2 separate regions of the Gasterosteus aculeatus genome follow, and region 1 is linked to region 2. A link is a contact called in public Hi-C data. All regions are on one chromosome and are shown on one strand. The core of a region is the stretch at or near the end of the contact, and the rest is flanking DNA. Distances in the headings are between cores, read along the strand shown.

Evidence for each region. A called contact is a pair of places that touch in the nucleus more often than the background predicts.
Region 1: a Hi-C map of skeletal muscle shows a contact between it and region 2, with 3 times the contacts expected there. The contact joins the enhancer-like site here to the promoter of fgfr2 in region 2. A contact is called at or near these places in 2 of 6 Hi-C or Micro-C datasets (both in skeletal muscle).

The regions. Positions count from the first base shown.
Region 1 is chr6:4,481,389-4,484,461 of fGasAcu3.hap1.1, forward strand. The region is part of intron 7 of ate1 (arginyltransferase 1); the gene reads right to left. Among protein-coding and RNA genes, the nearest start is that of ate1, 12 kb to the right of the region's middle. Within about 2 kb of position 1,268, at least 1 of the 9 cell types and tissues checked has open chromatin away from gene starts, as enhancers often do.
Region 2 is chr6:4,431,812-4,435,361 of fGasAcu3.hap1.1, forward strand. It overlaps fgfr2 (fibroblast growth factor receptor 2), which reads right to left and starts at 1,954. Exons shown (of 20, transcript XM_078104527.1): 1 at 1,194-1,954. LOC144409475 (a long non-coding RNA gene) reads right to left here. Exons shown (of 3, transcript XR_013467930.1): 3 at 3,073-3,550.

The sequences.
Region 1 (3,073 bases), core at 18-2,517, 49 kb after region 2:
TAATGATCTCCAGTCTCCCCCCTTTACCATGTCGGCAATGTTCCTCTCCTAACTGGGACCACCGCACTCTGCCAGTTAACAAATTACCAACAGCAACGCCTCCCAATGAGTAGTATGGCTGCAGGGGACAAATTAAAGTTTTGTCTAAGCCTCACAAAAAACAAATGGTTTACCAACAGAACAACGGCTGCAGTCATTTGATGACATCATTTATAAAGGCCATGAAAAGGCCGGGCTGCTGTGCACGTGTGGAAATATGAACCTCCGATGGCCTTTCTGGTGAAATGCCGTGTTATGTCACTGTGTGAGACACACGTTAAGCTCTGACAGCCCGCCGCTTTAGCAGGCGCTCATCAGGAGGGCTGATGGGTAACCGTATTAAGGGGAAGCAACTTTCCACTGGTGGGCGGGGCCACTTTCTCCTGGAGGAGGGCAGCTCGAGACAATCAGCAGACCACATGGCGCTGCCAGTCTGGGACGTTCTCCTCTGCAACACAGAGTCCATCACTTCCTCACGAACTCTCCTTTTCCTATAGTAAAGACTCATCTGTGTACGATTAGAAGGGCAACACACACGTGCATCTGCTTAGACCTAATTGCTACTTAGATCTCGTCATTGTGCTCAAATGTCTGTGCTTACTTTAGCGACAACGTGCCTTAATCTATTGCGTTAAAAACAATCATTCGAAAATGTTGGCTGACTTGATATTTGTTTGTTTCAGAGGGCAGCAATGGGGACTATGAAATCTGATATAAGAGGAATGTTTCTTATAAAGATTCATTGAATATCTCGTTATTCAGCTTTGAGAAAAGCCAAAATGTTTTTCTCTTGTTCATTTCTTCTATTTTTACTGACACATTTTATTGCCATTTTGCAGCTTTTTCCATATACTTCTATGCCTTTTTTTCTGTGTCTTGGTTAAGGTCCCGGCCATCAAGAGTAAATACAGATTTAAAAGGATTTGTTTTCATCAAAATGAATGCCACATGTGCAGGAACTCAGAGTCACGGCTCAGCAAAACAGTTAAGACCACTAAGTGTGAGTAAGAGTGTGTGTCTGTGTGTGTGTGTGTCTCTAAATAATTGCGTTTATAGTTTGTGCTTCAACTCTGTCAAGAAACCCTGACTGTGGACAGTCATTGTTTGACAGGAAATGTATACATCCTTAAACGAAAAAAAAAGCCAGTTCCCTGTAGGACGTCGCACTGTCTAATGCCAGTACAATTTAGGCATGGTAATTGAACTTGTGCCCCCGTGCACACGCACACGCAATCTCTCCGATCGCATGGCTCTGAGCCAGGCTGACAGCATTCCACACTCTGTCCCTAGGAAATACTTTAATGGATTAATAAATACCTAAACCGATACTACCGGGGGTGGAGAGCGGTGGGGGGGGTCTCTAAGCTTCTGGGAAGACAACAGGCGATTTAACCTGGAGCTCGACCGGCAGGAAACTAAAACCGGCGTGTTTGCTTTTCCCCCCGTGGGCTCAGGAGTGGCCTTCACAGGGGGATACGATAAAGAGCAGGGAGGATCGCGTACCAGGCGACTGCAGTGGGCAGAGAAGAACGCGTTTTGAGAAGCGGGACGCCACAAAAGGCCGATCCCAGGAGGATGGAAGGAGGGAATAACTCGCGATACATCATTTCATCACAGGAATCCGTTTAACGACAATATTTCATATGGAATTTTCATTCCTGCATAAAGCCGTCCTTGGTGAATTAGAATGAGGTAGTAATTAACCGAATCATAGTTTCACGTTTCATGTGCTTTGACACTAGACTACATTCCGTCTACGATACAACTTAGAAGGTCCATCGATAACAACAACAATTTTGCTTTATGAAGCCCTACACCTTTCTTTTTTTAAAGTAACTCCTGTGGTTGTTGAACCCGTTCTATTCCAGTACAGTTATAAACTGAAGCTGGAAACCAAGCGCGCGCACACACACACACACACACACACACACACACACACGCTTTAATGGAGCTAGTGTTATGGCACTAGGAAAGAATCTGCCACAGTCTGCCCAATCTGACAGCTTTTATTTTTTATTAATTACATTACTTTTACGAGCTGGAGAATTCAAGTAATTTACTGAGGCCTGCTGGCAGGAGGGTGAAGGAGGTTGTTTTTCCAGCCCTGAGGGACAAAAGCCCCTCTCAGGTTAGTGAGCAAGTCCAGCAATAAAAATGTAAATGTAAAGTGGAGAAAAGTATTTTACAGTCCAATTTACTGAGAATTATACAATCATTTTCAGACTTTACGCATCTATAATTGGTTATGGCCATTCATTATACATAATACCTATTTTTCACTGCATGAACTTGATCGCTCTTTTTATAGAGTTTAACATTCATTGCTTACACAAGCTAAGAATTGAGTGCGGAAAAATGTTTTTGAAGTATAAATCAGACCTGATGAATGCTGCCATTCTCCCGTAGCATGAACACTTCTCAATGTGATGGACAGCGCGATAAACTGAGGCTGATCCAGGCGCAAAGACTACAAATGAACAAAGAGATCATTACCAGATTGGGCCGCAAGCAGGGATCACTTTCATGATCAATTAACCTGTCGATAATTACAATGATCACCAAGTTATCATCTGAGGATTGCTTGTTTCACCAAACAGTCCAAAATCTAAAGACTAAAAGGTCCAGTGTGCATGATTGACAGGGACTGTTCAGTGTACGCAGTCCTGCACCAAACAATAAAATTGTTTTGATTGGCTGAGAATGTTGCTTTTCATTTCTTCCCACAAAGCCATGTTGCAGTCGTCCAGCAGGCAAAATGTGTCTTTGCGTTATCTGCAGGACAACCATACGCTCACTGACACGCTTTAAACAGAGGGGGGGGCGTTCAATTGGTTGCAATCCTAAACCTCACCACTAGGTGCCCCTAGATCAAACACACGCTACGTGAGATTACAATAACGTTAATCTGAAAATAGCAACGGTGCGGAATAATAATCATGCAGTACCTCGCTCTCACTACACTCGCTGGGTTCGTCGCCGTGAATGGCCATCTGGTAGCTGGCGTACAGCGCCACCGACTGCTGATAGGACGCTG
Region 2 (3,550 bases), core at 704-3,203:
GCTTCCCGGCGCTCCTTCTGCTCCAGACGGACGGATCGATCTTTTTTCTCCCCCCCGCAAGGACACATGTAGTTTGGCGTTTGGAGAGCAATTGTGAAACGTGCAAGCTGATTTTATTTTACTTCTGATTTCTGTTATAGCCTCTGTAGCCTCCGGGGACGCCGCGCGACACGGACGGCGGACGCGCGCACAGGCGCCGGGGAGGACCGTGACAATTAGAGACGAGACAATTCCGCATCGCTCCAGCGCACACGGACGCGTTACTAACTAATTGTAAAGCAATCAGCGATCGACCATTGAGTTCACCTCTCTCAGGAAACGTCAGCAGGACGAGTCGGGACCAGAATCATCTAGAAACCTCCGTTCGTTTTTATGCGGCAGGTTTCCAATATAACCAAACGTACGGCACTGAATGTACAGAGAGAGGAGAGTGTCAACAAATGAAGAGAAAGGTTTTATTGAGTTGACAACGTGCTCCTTAACTTGTTTTTTTATAGACGTATTTTAGCCCCTTTAGCCCCCTGACAAGATGACATCTGGACACATGGGGGACTTTGCCCCATACATGGCCACAGCTCCTCATTTAAACCGCCCGCCGAATGACATTTCTTGGCACTGAGTGAATTCCTATTGACATTCAAATGAGTTGGCTTTATCCACAATGGGGGCCCGTTTGGAGCTGCTCGGTGATTTAGGGCTCCGGCATCGAGCAGTGAAAAAAACAACTGCGGTCACGGGATAATTGGCACCATAAATGCAATGTAGAAAATTAAAGCAAAGTAATAAATAACCAGGACACTTGTTAATAGGCCCCAAAGTGATGATGCAAGGTGCTGTGTACGTCCCTTGCCTCCTCAAGGAAACACGGGAAGATTTATCTGCATCCACTTAAATGAAGGATGGTAGAAAATAACACGTACATTGGGGTGTTTTGTTCATGGGGTCAGAAGGGTAAAACAAACTTTATGGACAACTTTTAAAAAAAGGTCAAACAAAAACATTGTCGATTGACAAAACTTTGTATTTCGACTATAATAAGTGAAATCCTATTTAATGCGCCGTACAGCCGCAATGAAAGACAAGGATGACGACGCAACGCAGTTGTAAATCCACGCAGCCCGCGTGCCATGACAGCCCAAACAGTGACAGACGAGAGCGCGAGGAAGCTTTACGCGCAAACAGAAAAGACTTACCAGGGAGGAAGGAATCGTGGAGATCTCTGTTTTGGCATGCACGGGTAATGGTTGAGAGAGCATGAGCTGAATCTGAAGGGAGGAATGTCTCCAACTGCACAATGCACCAAAAAAAAAAAAGCGAGAGAGAGAGAAAAGGGGACTGCGAGGCGCTGCCTTTCTCTCGGTTTACTATTCCACAATCAAACCGGCATCAACTCCGATCACAGGGTATATTCCACACACGACCGGCAGCGTAGTCCAGCGCCATGCAAAGAAATCCCAGTTCACACGCGTTCGTTATCCTTCAAAACAGCTCGGAAAAAGCACACCGCTGTGCACCACCTCACCCACCCACCTCAACCCCCACCCAAAACTTTCTTCGCCGTCACCAAGTTGCGTCTGGGGCGCAAAAACATGCCCAGTGTTCCCCGAGCGGCGGACTTCTTAACTGGACAGAAAGTTCGCAGCTACTGCGGCGGCGAGACGAGGTTTACAGAACCAAAATGTATTGGGGGGGGGTCGGAGGGGGTAGTCGTCCGGGGCAAAATGTCATTAAATCCCGTCAGCGTGCGTCCCCCGGGTGTGAAGAGCCGCGTTCTATCCTTCCGCCGACGGTCCTCGCACTGCTCCTCAGACGCTTCGCTCAGGTTTACTAGGGGTTTTTCTCCTCCCTTACGTCTCCACACACTGCACTCCTCCTTCACTCCAGTGGGTGTCACCCCCCCACCCCCGTCACCCCCCCACCCACACGCACCCCCAAGTGTAATTCGAGCCGCTTCCTGGCCGCAGTGCCTTTGGGCCCTGCCTTCCTCCGCCCATCAAACTGCCTGCGCTTAACCCGCTTAAACGTTAGGGGCCCCCGCTCCGCTCCGGGGCCGAGGGACCGCTGTAACAGCGCCCCCCGGTGGCCGAGGCCTGACATCTGGGCGACGAGGCGCGCGCGACATCCGACCGTTCACGCAGACATGAGTCCCTGACCCCCTGGACCGCTTTCTATATCTCAATATAGTTGGAGGTTGCAAGGAAGGAAGAAGTACCACAAAGTACCAGCAAAAATTGTCATATTTAAAGAAAGTAATATCAGCTAAATAAACTTTAAGACACGGCAGAGTTTATATGTACATATATGTATTATGGAGCAAACACGGCCAACGATGTAGTAAAAAGGGAATCATGAATAATGGAACAAAATTAGGATATGCAGTTTAAACATTGTGATGTACCATCATATGTTATGACGTAACATAATAGATTACTACCTTTCCGATAAACGCAATTATTTCCTCTGGAATGGAGTTTAAATATTGAGACCTATATGCCTTTGGAGTCAACACATTTGAATAAAGAGTAATTTAAGAGTGAAAGTTACTGTGCTTAAGCAAAACATTTTTGAGGTACTTTTACTTACCTTCGGCGTACTTTACTTATAGGTCCTATGCAGGTTCATTTTACATACCACAGTATGTGATGACAGGGAAGATGAGAAAGAAAGGAGAAGTGGAAAGGAGAAAGTGAATAAGGAACAACTGAAGGCCGTAACTTCTCAGATGAACAGATCTTTCCAGCGTTACCCAGAGAGATGCCGCCGGCTGCCCCCCTGTAGCTGGTCCCTGGTCCCCCATCGCGTCAAGCTGCCCCCCGCATTGGTTCAGAGAGACGCAGCACAGGATAGAAGACTAACACTCTTTTTTTTCTATCTCAATTCCACTGCTGAAGCCGTCCTTTATTTTTTAAACAAGGGAGGGAAAACTCTTCCATTCATATTGAAAAGGGGCACTATAAGGGCTTTGGCCTGTGAATGGAGAGTTCCCTGTCTGCTTTTCTCTCCTCTCCCATCTCTACCTCCACCAGTAAAGCCATCAGATAAAAGGGGGGGGGGGGCGACGGGTTTGCCAGAAAGAAAGAGAGAGAGAGAGAGAGGTGAGGAAGGAGAGTTTAACTCATTTTTCAAGAGTGGCACAAAACACCCCCCACTGTTTCTCCCTCTCTGGGTGTCTCTTTCCTCCTACTGCATGAGTCTATTTACAATCGCCCAATTTATTTTCTGCCGCTCGGGCGTTCCACGTTTGAAAGAAACCTCATCAAGCAGAGTCTCATGGGCCTTTGACTGAGAACTGGATGGACTCAATACCCTGTGCCGTCGTATCCGTCAACCTGTCATTGTCCCTCTTCATCTAAACATCTTTTCTTTACACCTCTTTCTCCCTTAATCCCTTCTGCACCAACAGCCTGGCACGGTCTGGATTTAGGAAGCAGAGTGGGAGGGAAAGAAATTGGCGAGCTATTAGCGATTAGCTTGATTATGCCGTCAGCATCTCGGATAAACATATTGATTCCTTTGTCGTAGTTGGAGAGGTTCGCCATTAACCATGTGT